Linked DNA regions of Hordeum vulgare: region 2 is linked to region 1. Evidence: chromatin contacts called from public Hi-C data. All regions are on one chromosome and are shown on one strand. The core of a region is the stretch at or near the end of the contact, and the rest is flanking DNA. Distances in the headings are between cores, read along the strand shown.

The links. A called contact is a pair of places that touch in the nucleus more often than the background predicts.
Region 2: a contact with region 1 is called in a Hi-C map of leaf, with 2.5 times the contacts expected there. The contact joins the enhancer-like site here to the promoter of LOC123397538 in region 1. A contact is called at or near these places in 2 of 6 Hi-C or Micro-C datasets (leaf and seedling).

What each region holds. Positions count from the first base shown.
Region 1 is chr5H:432,720,424-432,727,355 of MorexV3_pseudomolecules_assembly, reverse strand. It overlaps LOC123397538 (probable ethanolamine kinase), which reads left to right and starts at 2,601. Exons shown (of 11, transcript XM_045092065.1): 1 at 2,601-2,887; 2 at 3,055-3,146; 3 at 3,637-3,743; 4 at 4,064-4,169; 5 at 4,403-4,525; 6 at 4,648-4,739; 7 at 5,059-5,143; 8 at 5,289-5,394; 9 at 5,486-5,549; 10 at 5,945-6,037; 11 at 6,123-6,507. The coding sequence starts at 2,736. The coding sequence ends at 6,251. It overlaps LOC123396828, which reads right to left and starts at 1,438. Exons shown (of 3, transcript XM_045091634.1): 1 at 972-1,438. The coding sequence starts at 1,438.
Region 2 is chr5H:433,380,059-433,386,990 of MorexV3_pseudomolecules_assembly, reverse strand. LOC123397563 (respiratory burst oxidase homolog protein E-like) reads left to right here. Exons shown (of 13, transcript XM_045092096.1): 7 at 749-844; 8 at 1,660-1,775; 9 at 1,862-2,198; 10 at 2,291-2,485; 11 at 2,597-2,725; 12 at 2,925-3,003; 13 at 3,139-3,698. The coding sequence ends at 3,248. Among protein-coding and RNA genes, the nearest start is that of LOC123397563, 9.5 kb to the left of the region's middle. Within about 2 kb of position 3,855, at least 3 of the 3 cell types and tissues checked have open chromatin away from gene starts, as enhancers often do. A contact at or near this core is called in leaf and seedling, where this site is marked.

The sequences.
Region 1 (6,932 bases), core at 1,352-3,851:
TGGATAATAAACGATTATCTCGATACAGGAATTATAATAATAACTATATTTATTATTGCCTCTAGGGCATAATTCTAACAAAAATGTGTTTGCCGCGCGCGCTTCGGCTGGTTTAGCGCGGGGATAGGCGCTGGCTCCAACAGCCGCGTTACAATGCAGCGCGCGAGCGCCGCTCCAGCAGTGCCCAAAAATGCAGCGCGCGCAGCACGCACAAACCACATATACATTTCAAAAAATAGGAGCAAAAACGATCAAACAAGCAAAATAAATCAACAATAAATAGTCATTACAACTCAAACAAATAGTTTATCCTTCAGTACAACAAATAATGCAATAAACACAACCAATAGTTCATGAACAATACAATACAAATAATGCAATAAACACAACCAAATCATGCTCTTTGTCGTCCATGCCATGCCCACCACTCTTCAATCAGATCCTTCTGAAGATCATTGTGCGTTGCGGGACGCCGAATGACATGATAGGAGGCAACAAAACGGGCTACCCTTTCAGCCCTCCGTCGCACTCGCACGGGATGTCCCAAGAGCTCATACTGTAAGTAATCTAAATCTTGGCCACGCTCATTCTCGATGATCATGTTGTGCATGATCACACAAGCGTGCATGATGTACCAAAGCATTTTTTGATCTCAGAATCTAGCCGGTCCTCTCACAATAGCAAATTGGGCTTGCAAAATCCCAAATGCTCTCTCCACATCTTTTCTAGCAGCTGCCTGAGCATTGTGGAAATCAAGATTTTTCTTACCTTCCGGCTTTTTCAACGGCTTCACAAAGGTTTGCCACTTTGGATATATGCCATCCGCTAGATAATAGCCATAGTTGTACGTACGACCATTTGCTACAAACTGCACCGGTGGCAACTCACCATCTGCAATCTTATTCATCAGTGGTGACCGGTTGACACCATTGATATCATTTAAAGATCCAGGCATTCCAAAGAATGCATGCCAAATCCAAGTCTCCTGATCGGCCACCGCTTCAAGGATTATAGTGGAGCCCTTTTTTTGGCCGTGGAATTGCCCATGCCATGCCTTTGGACAATTCTTCCAACTCCAATGCATGCAATCTATTGAGCCAAGCATGCCAGGACAGCCGCGAGCCTTGTTCATCGCCAATAGCCTTGCGACGTCTTCAGCAGTGGGAGATCTCAAATACTCCTCGCTAAACACTTGCACAATTCCCACTGCAAAGCACTTGACACACATGATGGCTTGACTCTCACCCATAGCCAAGTGATCATCAACTAGATCAGCCGGGATACTGTTTGCCAACATACGCAATGCGGCTGTCACCTTCAGAAAGGTGCTATGCCCGAGCTCTCCGGCGGCATTCCTCCTTTGCTGAAAAAACCGGTCATGGCTCGCTAGTTTCTCTGCAATGCGCTTGAACAAGTCTGTGCTCATCCTAAACCGGCGACGAAAATACGACTACGGGTATGTGGGATTCTCCACGAAATAGTTCTTCATCAATCTGTTATGGGCATCAATCCTATCTCTCCAAATTTTCTCCCGACCCATAACCGAACCACCGTGCTTCGGTTTTTTATTGATATGCATAGCTATGATCATTGCAAGATCCTCCTCCTCTTCCATATCAAATTCTTCTTCGGAAGAATCATACGACGAACTCATCTACAATGTTCAATACTATACTATAAAAACTACCATTCAAAACATGCACCAAATTCATAAGTTTGGAGCAATACTTACCTTGTAGGCGTTTTGTCGAACACCTTGCGGGCGCGGCGCGGCAGCGAGCTCTCGGGCGCTGTTCCTCGGACGTCGGAGGTGCGCGAGGGCCGGCCGGACTAGGAGGGGGTGGGGCGGAAGCGCGGCGGTGCGGGGAGGCCGGGGAAGCGCCTGAACGGTCGCCGGGGGGCGCGGGCGGCGCCCGCAGCGGAGACAGGCCGGGGAAGCGCCTGAGTGGCCGCCGGCGGGCGCGGGCGACGACGGCGGCGCGGGGATAGGCGAGGGAAGCGCTGAACGATCGCGGGGGCGCGAGCGGCGGCGGCGGCGCGGCCGGATGGGGGGAGCGAGCGCGGGAGAGTCGCGGGTGCGGGAGCCGGCGCAGCAAATAAGGGGCGCGGGATTGCGTTTCGGTCAGCGAGCTGAACTGGAAATGGCGCGCGCCCGCTGGAGCTGCCAGCCGCGTTGCGCGCGCGCTAAAACTGCTTTTTTTACGGTGTGACGCTTGTATGGCGCGTGTTGGAGATGGTCTAACAAAATCACCATCCATCCAAAATATCTCGAGAGAAAAACAGAGCCGGCATCGCCCCAAATCCAGACAGCCCCAGCGACAGTGAGCAACAGACAAAGGGAGGAGGGCCCCCCATCACGTGACTGTTGAGCGGGCCCGTACAAGCCACCGAATCCTCACCGTCCATCACGCCACACAAAAGCCCGTCGCTGTCCCATCCCAGGGACCACGCGATTGCCGCCACGGGCACCCTACCCGGTGGGTAGGTCGGTGGGGCCTGGGCATCAGCTGACGTGGGCGGCCCCTCCTGGCCTCCCCCGCCACGCGGCGGGTGGCGACTGGGCCCTATAAATGGTGTCCTCTGTTCGAGGCCCCGCATTCCTCCACCACACTTCCGTCCCTCTCCGATCGCATCGCATCGCATCGGCACCGAATCGCCTTGAGGCTCCCACCAGAATAGCCCCGCGACAACGAGCTTCCTCGCGCGAGCGAAAGGATCGCCCGGAAGCGAGGGACATGGGATCGGATGGCCGGAGCTGGAGCGGGGTCGCCGGCGGTGCCGGCGGCGGCGGCGAGGAGAAGACGAGGGCGGCGCCGGCGGAGGTGCCCACGTCGGCCGCCGCGGTCGACATCTCGCTGCCGCTCCCCGAGATGACCCCCCGCGTCATGCAAGTCCCCTGACCCCTCTCCCCATTTTGCTTCTGCGCGCGCGGGTGTATGAACTGACGGTGTTTGGAGAAATGCCTAGTAGAGAGCGACAGGCGCCGCTGCCCCTGATTATTTCCCCGCTTCCCGTTTTGTTTTTCTAATATAATAAGGTTGCTTGCTTCTCCAGAGATCTCTGCAAGGAGTTGGTGAAGGGGTGGTCGTCCCTGGACAGCTCGTGCTTCTCCATCTCGACGGTGTCCGGCGGTATCACCAACCTGTGTGAGTTCTGCTCCTTGCCAGTGGCATGGCTTGCGGCACTGTCCTGGCTCCTGATCCATCTCCCTCACATGACTACCTGAGCATGCTTGAAAGAGGAAAAAAACAGAGGCTATGTAATTATAGTAATTCTTAGGCAAGGCAGTTGCTTGAATTGTCCACACAGACCATGCCATAACTTAATGACTGCACTTTAATGTTTGCTTGCTGCCACACTTTGCTCATCGTTTCAGATGTGGCACTAGAACTTGATTGCATCTGGCAGCCTTTTTGAGACCATACACTCTTTATCATCAGTGTTTTGCACTCATTTCTGCTTCGAAAACACTCCTACTATCATTGCATCCGGAGTTCAGGACCCATTATTTTAGAGGCGTTATGAAATAATAACCGTTTCTATGAGCAACTGTACATAATTTACTTGTGAATCATAGATACAGCAATAATACCTAAATGATTATCTTATATTGTTCGTGATGTTCATGACCTGCAGTGCTGAAAGTATCTGTCAAAGAAGGCACGGATAGTCAGTCTTCTGTGACTGTTCGGCTGTATGGCCCAAATACAGACTTGGTGATTGATCGGGAGAGGGAATTGCAGGTGAGAGTTTCAATCATAGTGTATGAAAATTGTTTGTGCTACTGGCATGTAGTAATATTTACCTGCATTCTGTAGTGTTCCTGTGATTGATTGTCCATTACAGTATTGGTTTATTTGTTGGTGCTTTCTTAGTTGTGGTTCAGTTTAAAATTTCTGAAATGCAATGGTCATTTCCTTCCATAGAAATAGTACCTATGCCATAACACTCGAAGTACCTCATTGTTACATAAAACTAAGTTGTCAAGTAAACCGAGTATTCTGTTGTCATTTTTGGGGCTGAACTGTTTCCTAATGCATACATCTATTACAATCATGGTTAGGCCATACCATATCTCTCAGCTGCAGGGTTTGGGGCTCGGTTACTTGGAGTATTTGAGAATGGAGTGGTTTCGTCATTCATCCATGCTAGGACACTAACACCTTCAGGTAGGCATTTTTATATTCTGCACAATACAAATGGGTGATTTCATTGTCTACTTAATGGAGCGATTTATCTTTTCTCATTTTCTATCTTTTCACACGGTAATTTGAAGTGATCTGTGGTTTTAGGTATATACTCAGTGGTTGTTATTTTGCACCCATAGGTGTGTAGAGACTGGAGAGTCTGCGATAAATGCTTCTGCAAATAGTGTGTTTATTTCCCTTGTTCTGTTTTTCAGACATGAAGGAACCTAGAATAGCTGCTGAAATTGCCAAGCAGCTACAGAAATTTCATCAAGTAGATATACCGGGATCAAAAGAACCACAGTTGTGGAATGACATATTCAAGTTTTTGAAAAAAGGTTACATTCCCAACCCCGAATTTGTTTTGGATATTTCATTTTGGAATTGGTTACTTTTATTTCAGTCTCATCATGAATGACATTACGTAATGTTGTTGTGTGCTGTGAACTATTTATCTTAGCTTCCGTATTGAAGTTTGAAGATAACGAGAAGCAGAAGAGGTATGAGACGATCTCTTTTAGAGAAATACAAGATGAAGTTAAAGAACTTAAGGTACTTTGTTATAAGACTTACCGTCATGTACTATTGACCACTGCAGCAATTTGAGTGCACTTCAGTTTCATATTCCTAAAGGAGTACTCCCTCTGTAAACTAATATAAGACCGTTTAGATCACCATTTTATTGATCTAAACAGCCTTATATTAGTTTACAGAGGGAGTTTTTTTCTTTCTAATTTGGCTTTGTCACAAAGGCATATTACGTATTCATGCTATTAGATTAATCCTATAGCACAATCATTCAATCAAATGGCTACATGACTGTTTGCTAAATTGGTATCCGTGAATATAATGTCTTGCTGTCCTCTTATAGGATCTCTCCGATCTTTTGCATGCTCCTGTCGTTTTTGCACACAATGACTTGCTATCGGGTAATCTGATGCTAAATGATTTGGAAGGTAAATATCACATTAGCTTGTCACCTTCTCTTGATTGTTTAGTACATTATGCTTTCATACTTAAGCTTTCCTTTTGCCCGTTTTGCAAAGGCTTAGATTGTCTCTCTGTTTGTTGTAATATTGTCTTCCCTTTTTTGTTTTGCAGAGAAGCTCTATTTCATTGATTTTGAATATGGATCATATAGCTACCGTGGCTACGACATCGCAAACCATTTCAATGAGTACGCGGGCTTTGATTGTGACTATAACTTGTACGTTCTCTTCTTGCTGGTTGAATAGTCCAATGGAGCTTTGGTCTTTGCTCTTGCCTAGTACTAATGTTTATTTTGTTGCTTCATTTAGGTACCCAGATAAAGATGCACAGTACCATTTCTTCAGGAATTATCTATCCGATAGACCAAGTGAGGTATGTGAATTCAATACATTATCTTCTCTGGGCAAAACCAACTGAAAGGTATTCATAGGTTGTGCAGGTTTTGTCTCCGTGGAAAGAAAGATATTCATAAGTGCCCACTACTGTAACTTAGATGGTGCTCATTCTAAGAGTAGCTTTGTTTCTCATTTTGGAATTAAATAGAAAAACACCAGGTCATGTGCTACATGTACTTTACATCTTATAAGTTAAAGATGATTTGCATCTTTTTATGAGAAAAGTAGGATACTTGGCATCCATACAATACAAGGTAGGAAGACATTCAGAGTGCTACTGAGAAAACAAGTGTCTTCCTCGAATAGCAGAACATAGATAATTCTCGCGTAATATACTTTCACCATAACAATCTGACTGTCCTTTTACCGAAGGTCCAAGAGCAGAATCTGGATGCCCTTTATACTGAAACAAACACCTTCAGATTGGCATCGCACGTCTACTGGGCATTGTGGGCACTCATTCAGGTAAACACCATTAATCTACTTTTAGCACATAGGAAGAGTGCCATGCAACTGTCATAACAAAATATGTGCTGTAATCTAATTGCAGGCAAGGGTATCCCCAATCGATTTTGATTACCTTGGATACTTCTTCCTACGGTACGGTGAATACAAGAAACAGCGAGAGTTCTGTTTCTCCTTGACACAAGGCTTCCTTTCTTCACTGAGGAGTGGCTAGTGCTTGGAAGTTGTGTCCCGGAGCCACTTCTTTGCCGCCCACTTATACTTTGGAGGCAAGCGCGGATGATCGGCTGCTGTATGTGTTAATTATTAGCAAGTGTCGTCTTATGATTATGTCAGCTGTGAGATTCTTCCTTTTCCGCCTATTTTCCTGCAGGAGGCATGTAGTGCCCAATAGAAAGTTGTACAATCTGTGAATAATGTACACCTGTTGGTTGCTACAAACACAAGCCTAATGAATTCTGTTTTGTGTATCACTGTATGCCGCAATTGATTAGATTACCCAAAACTCTTTCAACGTGTGACAAAATTTTCACAGTAAAAAGAGTCTTTTTTTCCTCGTACGGTGTTTGCAATCTCCCCTAATAATAAAGCGCGTAGCGCTTCTGTCGTCCGTCGTGGCTTTTTTACGAAAAAGTCCCTCCATTTTCGAGCATTCAACCCGCAGTCCCTGATTAAGTGGATATGTGGAAAAACGTTTCAGATTTGCAAGAAAGCCCCTGCATCTGTAAAATTTTCAGTCGCCATCCTTTGTTTGATCTTATCCTCTTCCAGCCGCATTGGAGCACGACAAGGTGAGTGGCGGCGCCCTTGTCGGCGGACTGGAGGAGATCCTCACCGACGGTCACCGACGTCGAGGTGGGAAGGTGAGGTCGCCGCAGCCGGCCCTCGCTCAGGT
Region 2 (6,932 bases), core at 2,606-5,105, 660 kb before region 1:
TTTCCTCTCTTTTTTTCCCTTTCCGCTGGGCATTTTTGTAGTGGGAGCCATGCGCCGCTGCAGCTGCGATCGGCGTTCTCTGATGCGCTTTGCGATCTCCAGATGCCTTTGCCGATGTGCTTCTCTGAATTTTTCTCTCTTTTTTTATTTTGCGGGTTTTCTGAGTTCTTCTCTGCTAGATTGAGAGTCAGTGGCAGGTTAAACCAGTTTGGGACGCATGGGGTAGTAGGATTTTTTACTGCAGGTACGTGAGTGCCATTTGCGCACTGGTTGGTACTAAGAAGGTTCAGATGTCAGAGAGGAATCCCATGCCCCGCACGTTCTTGCTAGTTGTACAAGCCCACTACTACATGTTTGCTAAGCTGAATTCTACCAATACTATATCAACGTTGGGGATAAAACGGCTCGGGTTTTTAAACTAGCCCTGCCGCGCAGTTCTAGAAGCACCAAGGAATCTGACAGCTGCCTGCTCGAGTGGCTTGATCTTTTTTCTTCTTCTTCTAAATCTAAATAATATCCTGGGGCACCTATTGTCTACTATCCCGTCTCGTTTGGAGCATTACCATGTGCGAATTTCTACTCGAAGCGGTGTCATGTGGAAAACAGCGGTGCCTTAATCCTCCATGACTTCTGCACCACGTTCAATCATTGCAACGGCTGGCCCTTGTTTGGAGCATTCAGTGTTTGCGTTGATGATCATCGTGGCAGCCTGCTGACATGGTGTGATTTGTCTCCTCGTGTTTTTCAGACATGGATGTACATCTCTGTCCCTCTGGTGCTCTATGTTGGCGAGAGGATGCTGCGGGCCTTGCGGTCGAACGCCCACCCTGTCCAAATCCTCAAGGTAAGTAGGCAAATTAATTGAGCTTTCTTTGATCCATCACTATCTTTTATCCATATAAAAAAAAACGATCAAAAGAAGATGTGCCACTACTATGATAAGTATGTACTAGTACTGAACTTTTGCATAAGTGAACCTGGTCTTCAGGCAACTAGTGCCTTCACACACATTGACACATAGCACTAATATTAATGGATTGGTTGGTGTGACAAGACTAAAACAGTTCCATCAACATCTGGAACTAATTCTGGAAAATTGTCAATGTTGTGTAGTCTTGTGGGACAGATGATATTGCCACTACTATTACATCTGCAGTAGAATATAGCCTCTACTCGAGCATTTCTGTCCTCAAATTGCATGTCCCTTTCTAATAACTTCCTTTTATAAAATGTCCATGATTTTGGGTTGATTGTTGATTAGTTTATTCTCCACTGGGTGCTCTTCTGCCTGTCTTAGTATCATATATATGTTTTTTCTATGAATCAGTAGATTTAGGGGGTGTTCGGAGTCCCTCCGCTCCACACTCAGCTCCCGGAGCTGACGGAGCTACAGGCTAAAATATTGGAGTTGAGAAATAGATGCTCCGTGGATCCGTGGAGCTGGTGAACAGCCGAACAGGCCTTTAATCATTAGTACTGACATGAATAAGAACACGTCGATTCTTCGTTGCGTTAGGCAACCTGATTTATGAGTTTCAGACTTTTTACTGTATAGGAAATGCTGTATGCAGAACATTCATCCATTTATTAGAAATATGTTCACAGGCATGAAACTAGGTAAACCAAGTGCATGTTCTTATAGAAATTTGATTCACTCAGGTGTTGCTTCTACCTGGAAGTGTACTGACAATAAAAATGTCAAAGCCCTACGGATTTCGATACAGGAGTGGACAATATATCTTTCTTCAGTGTCCGATTATCTCTCCATTTGAATGGTGCGTATAGCCTTCTTTTGCTTCTCTACTTACCCTAGTTTTTAGCACAGCAATTCACCTGCTTCTGCTCTGTTTTTCTTGTTCAGGCATCCTTTCTCCATAACTTCTGCTCCTGGAGATGACTACCTAACTGTTCACATTCGCACAAATGGAGACTGGACGCAAGAGCTCAAGCGCATATTTGTCGAGAACTACTTCCCGCCGCACCTTAACAGAAGAACTTCATTCAGCGAGTTAGGTGCGGCAGAACCAAGAACCAGCCCCCCACCAAAATTGCTTGTAGATGGTCCATATGGCGCCCCTGCACAGGATTTCAGAAACTATGATGTTCTACTTCTAGTTGGCCTCGGAATCGGAGCAACACCCTTCATAAGCATTCTGAAGGACCTGCTTAACAATATTAAGCTAGCTGACGAGTTAATGGTATATATTTGCTTCAGCCTATTTTGTTCGCATTTTGACAGTTTCCTGAGATGCTTTCTCCTATAGCTTACCTAATTTTCTGGAACTGTTAGGACTTGGCAATGGAGACTACTCAAACTAGTAGGTCGGACGACAGTGCCAACAGCTTCAGCGTCTCAACAGCTAGTAGCAACAGGAAGAGATCATATAGAACAAGCCGTGCACATTTTTACTGGGTTACTCGCGAGCCGATGTCATTTGAATGGTTCAAAGGAGTGATGGATGAGGTTGCTGAAATGGACAAGAAGGTAGGAGTTTATTGTGCCACAGTGCGATCCCTCCATGCCTTCATTTCACAGACCACCCAAGCAATCTTTTGTGCTTTACTGATGAACTACTCATGATGCAATCTTAACCAGGGTGTCATAGAGTTGCACAATTATCTTACGAGCGTGTACGAGGAGCGTGATGCACGAACAACTCTGTTGTCAATGGTCCAAGCTCTGAATCATGCCAAACATGGCGTTGACATCGTCTCGGGCACCAGGGTAAACTTGCTTTCTTTCAGTTGATGGATCACAATATTCACCATATAGGCACGTCTTCAATCAAGTATATAAATAATAAAAATAAATGGAGAGCTTCCTTTCCTCTGAAGAAGAACCGACGCACAAACTATCTGATGATTAATTTGTGTTTTTATGTCTGCCTGCCTGCAAACTGAAACATATGTTGTGCACTTGACAGGTGAGGACACACTTTGCCAGACCAAACTGGAAGGAAGTCTTCACCAAAATTGCCGCTAAGCAACCGAATTCAACAGTCGGTATGGTTTTTCGCTCAAACAGGCTATCCATTTGCATCGCTTGATGTCAGCAACAAAATTCCTAAAATCAAGCAATGTCCATCGATCGACTCTACGCATTCACTTGCTCACCAAGGATCATTCTGATTCGTGCAGGAGTATTCTACTGTGGCGCGCCGACGCTGGCCATAGAACTGAAGAACCTTTCGCACGAGATGAGCCACAAGACGTCGACTCGGTTCCATTTCCACAAGGAGTACTTCTGATGGGAAGAAGCATTGATTCTTCTGATCTGCATAGCGTTAGGCACTGGTAAAGAAGAAGGAATTTTTTGCACAGAAGCAAAGCAAACTGACCTCTCTCTCTTCCTGATCTGGAACTGTACATAGTATAAAGAAGAACAGCCTATTAGGGGAGGGTAGTTAGTGCCATTTATATATTATTAACAAAAAAGAAAGTAAAGGAAGGCTGCTGTATCCAAAAGGAGAAGGAAAGAGGCAGGGTAAAGAGTTGGTTAAATTTCAGATACTGATATACATGTACACAGTATAGTTTTAGGTAGTTACGTATCAAATGCTAAAGCATATGTACACAAGGGCCGGAGGGTGCCACTCTGAATGTAAATCTTCCGGGCATTCATTCATGTGTGCATCTGTGCCTATCGGCTGCTGATAATAAACTCCGGCTGATAATGAACTCCGGTATATTGACACTTTCTTCTTTGGGAATGCGATCTTCTGTGATGGAGTGCGGGAAATGAGAAGAAAGATGGGAAATGTTAACCAGGAACCTTCCTGGGAAGGTCTTAGTAATGTGTGTATCATAGGTATACCTGATATGGGATACCCGGCCCGGCGGGCCCGAAAAAGCTTGACCCCCGACCCGGCCTGACCATGCCCATGGGCTGGGCCTTGGCCTGAGATCTAGGCCCGATAGCTGCGTCGGGTTGGGCTTGGGCCTGTCTTTTTTGCAATTTAGGGAAGGGCCTGGTCCGAGGCCCAATGGGATTTTGCTCTGATGGGTCAGGCTTGGGCCTCAAATCTAGGCCCGACAGTCGGGCTAGGCCAGGCTTGGGCCTGGTTTTTTTGCTATGGGCTTTGTCAAGCCCGGCCCGGTCCGAGGTATGGTCAGGTATAATTGTAGGTAGTATTATGCATGTCAAGTAGGCAATTTTAATGAAGCGACATAGAATTAAATAATAAAAAAAAGATTGAGTATCATATCATGATATCGTATCATATTAAATGACGTGCTACTATGTGTCACGCATGATAATAAATATTCGCACAATAGTATCTGTTAAAAAAAATATTCGAACAAAAATTACCCAAAAGTTTGGATCGTGTAATTCAGGTACCAAAAAAACCCAAAACATTCTGAGCACACATCAATTTTTGGTATGAATTATTTGGATAGTACAAGTATTTCGGATAATATGAGTATTTTAGCTAGTATGAATAATTTGGCTAGTATGAGAGTGTAATAATATGATGAATAAAATTTGGCTAGTATGAATAATTCGGGTAGTATGGGTATTTCGGATTTTTTAGACTGAAACCAAAACCCGAACCCGAAAACCAAATAGCCAAGAAATGAGAACCGAAGCCTAACCCGATATCCGTATTACCCGACAATTCAGGTAATTCGGTTCGGTTCGGGTCCGGGTAACGGGTTAGGGCACCCAAATACGCAGGATGAAGTATATGATACTCCCCATTACAACCAACCTTAGAGAAGACCCCACAGCTGTTGGATTCAAATCATGCGGATGACAAAAAAGTTATAAATCATTGGCATTTTTTATGTTTCATGGCCATTTTCACTTTTGATCGTGGCGAGTCCTGTAGCAGATGTTAAAAAGGTTTTAAATCGTTGGCATTTTTTAAATTACATGGCAATTGTCTCTTTCGATCATGACAAGTCCTGTAAAGTCGTCCTGACATCTTTAGTTAAAACTGCATGACAATTTGAGCATTCTCTGGGAGAACACTCCCAGAAAACATTGTTCAGAAATTGGTGTTTATATAGTACTTTCTTCGTTTCTAAATATAAGATCTTTAAAATATGTTTATATACATCTGTATGTAGTTCATAGTAGAATTTAATAAATACATATTTAAAATGGAGAGAGTAGAAAAGAGGGAGCAAGCACTACGGAATAACTGATCGAGTGAGTGAGTGATCTTCTATACGCCATGCGACCTGCATTGCATTGATGCGCGTCCGGTGCCTGATGACCAACGACCAGTGACGGATCCAGCTTAACATGGAGGATGGTCCAACAATGTAATTCTTCATAGAAATATATTCTTTTCTACTATATATAGACTATGTGAAAACAATGACGGTGCCAGGTTTAAAATGTTGTGATGTCAAGTTTTCTAGTGAATTTTTTTACCTTGATGTTTTGTAGCCTTGATATTACATTACAAGTCAATGAGAACATGCTACTTTATTGCTATATAAAATTTATGGCAGAAATCGTTTGTGATCATGTATATTTGATGCAGTATAAGTAATGAGACAATAATTAAAAAAGAAAAAGGCATATCAGTGCTAAAAAGCAGAACTTATGAATAGAAGGGATGTGCAAATGGCCTTGTTCTGGCGTTGGATTGGATGTCCTGCTTGTGTCGAAAAGAACAACAATATTGAACGATTGATGCCGACGGACCATGAACGGTCCGTCGCTCACAGCTCACATCCTGATCGAAGATCGCAGGTGGAGGACATGAGTAGCTCGTGGTTCAGTGGACGGCCGGAGGCAAAAATGTTAAACATACAAAGAGTTACATAAGGTTACATGCTGATTAGGATTCTTTCTTTCTAACTAACCACTTTCTCCTGATTTTTAAAGGGGTGGGGCCCTCATTTCCCTTAATCTCCAATCAAAATCCACCTCTTTATAAAATTTATGTAAACTTATATATGTGTAGCATTGCTGCGACCGGAGGTGGTCCTGCTTGCCTCACGGCTTGCGGGCGGAGGAAGTTTTTTTTAACTGACGAGCACAAAGTAGGGAAGGCAGAGAAGTCGAAGGAGAAAATCAAGGGATTTCTTGATGCATTACAATCATGGAAGCTACTTCCTCCGTTCTTAAATATTTGTTTTTTTAAAGATATCACTACGGACTACATACAGATGTATATAGACACGATTTAAATTGTAGATTCATTTATTTTGCTTCGTATGTAGTTCGTAGTTGATTTTTTTTAAACAAATATTTAAGAACGGTGGGAGTATTTGGGACTTTCTTTTCCTGTATGGCCTAGCCCGTTGTTACCAAAATCAGATGATACGTGGGCTTGTAGTCAAATTCTAACTGATTTTTGCTCGGCAGCGTCTCGTAAGAGCAACTCTAGCTGACCACGCAAAACGCCCGGCCCGCAAAATTTTCGGCGAGTATGCGGGTTTGGGTTGCTTTCCTGCGAGAGCAGATACTATAAACGCGGCCCGACCCATAAAACTTTTGCGGTGGTCCGTAAACGCGAGCGCTCGACCGGTATATCTGCTGGTTCGACCGCTGGATGCGGATCGAAACCCTATCCCTCCGCCGCCGCGAAAAGTCCCCCCACCTCACCGCCGGCGCCTCTAATCCTCCGCCGCGCGCCTCCATTTCGCCGCGTAGCCGCTCCATTCCACCGCCCTTGATGGCCAACTCCGGTAGCTGTAGGAACGACGACCCCGAGAGGGCTTGTTGCGTCAGATCCGACGCCGCCCGTAAGCGCGCCGCCCGCCGGTACACATAGTGGGGCCAGACACCGCCGTCGTCGCTCCTCCGTCGCGAGACAGAGGAGTACGACCGCGCGCGCGGCGGCCTCTTATCCGGCAACTCCTTCGAGGCGTCGACCTCGCGCTCGTGCTCTTCCCTCCCCCAGTGAAGAGGGAGCTTGAAGAGCTCCCGTCGGTGAAGATGGATCCGGAGGCCGAGGCGGTGCCGGAGCGACGTG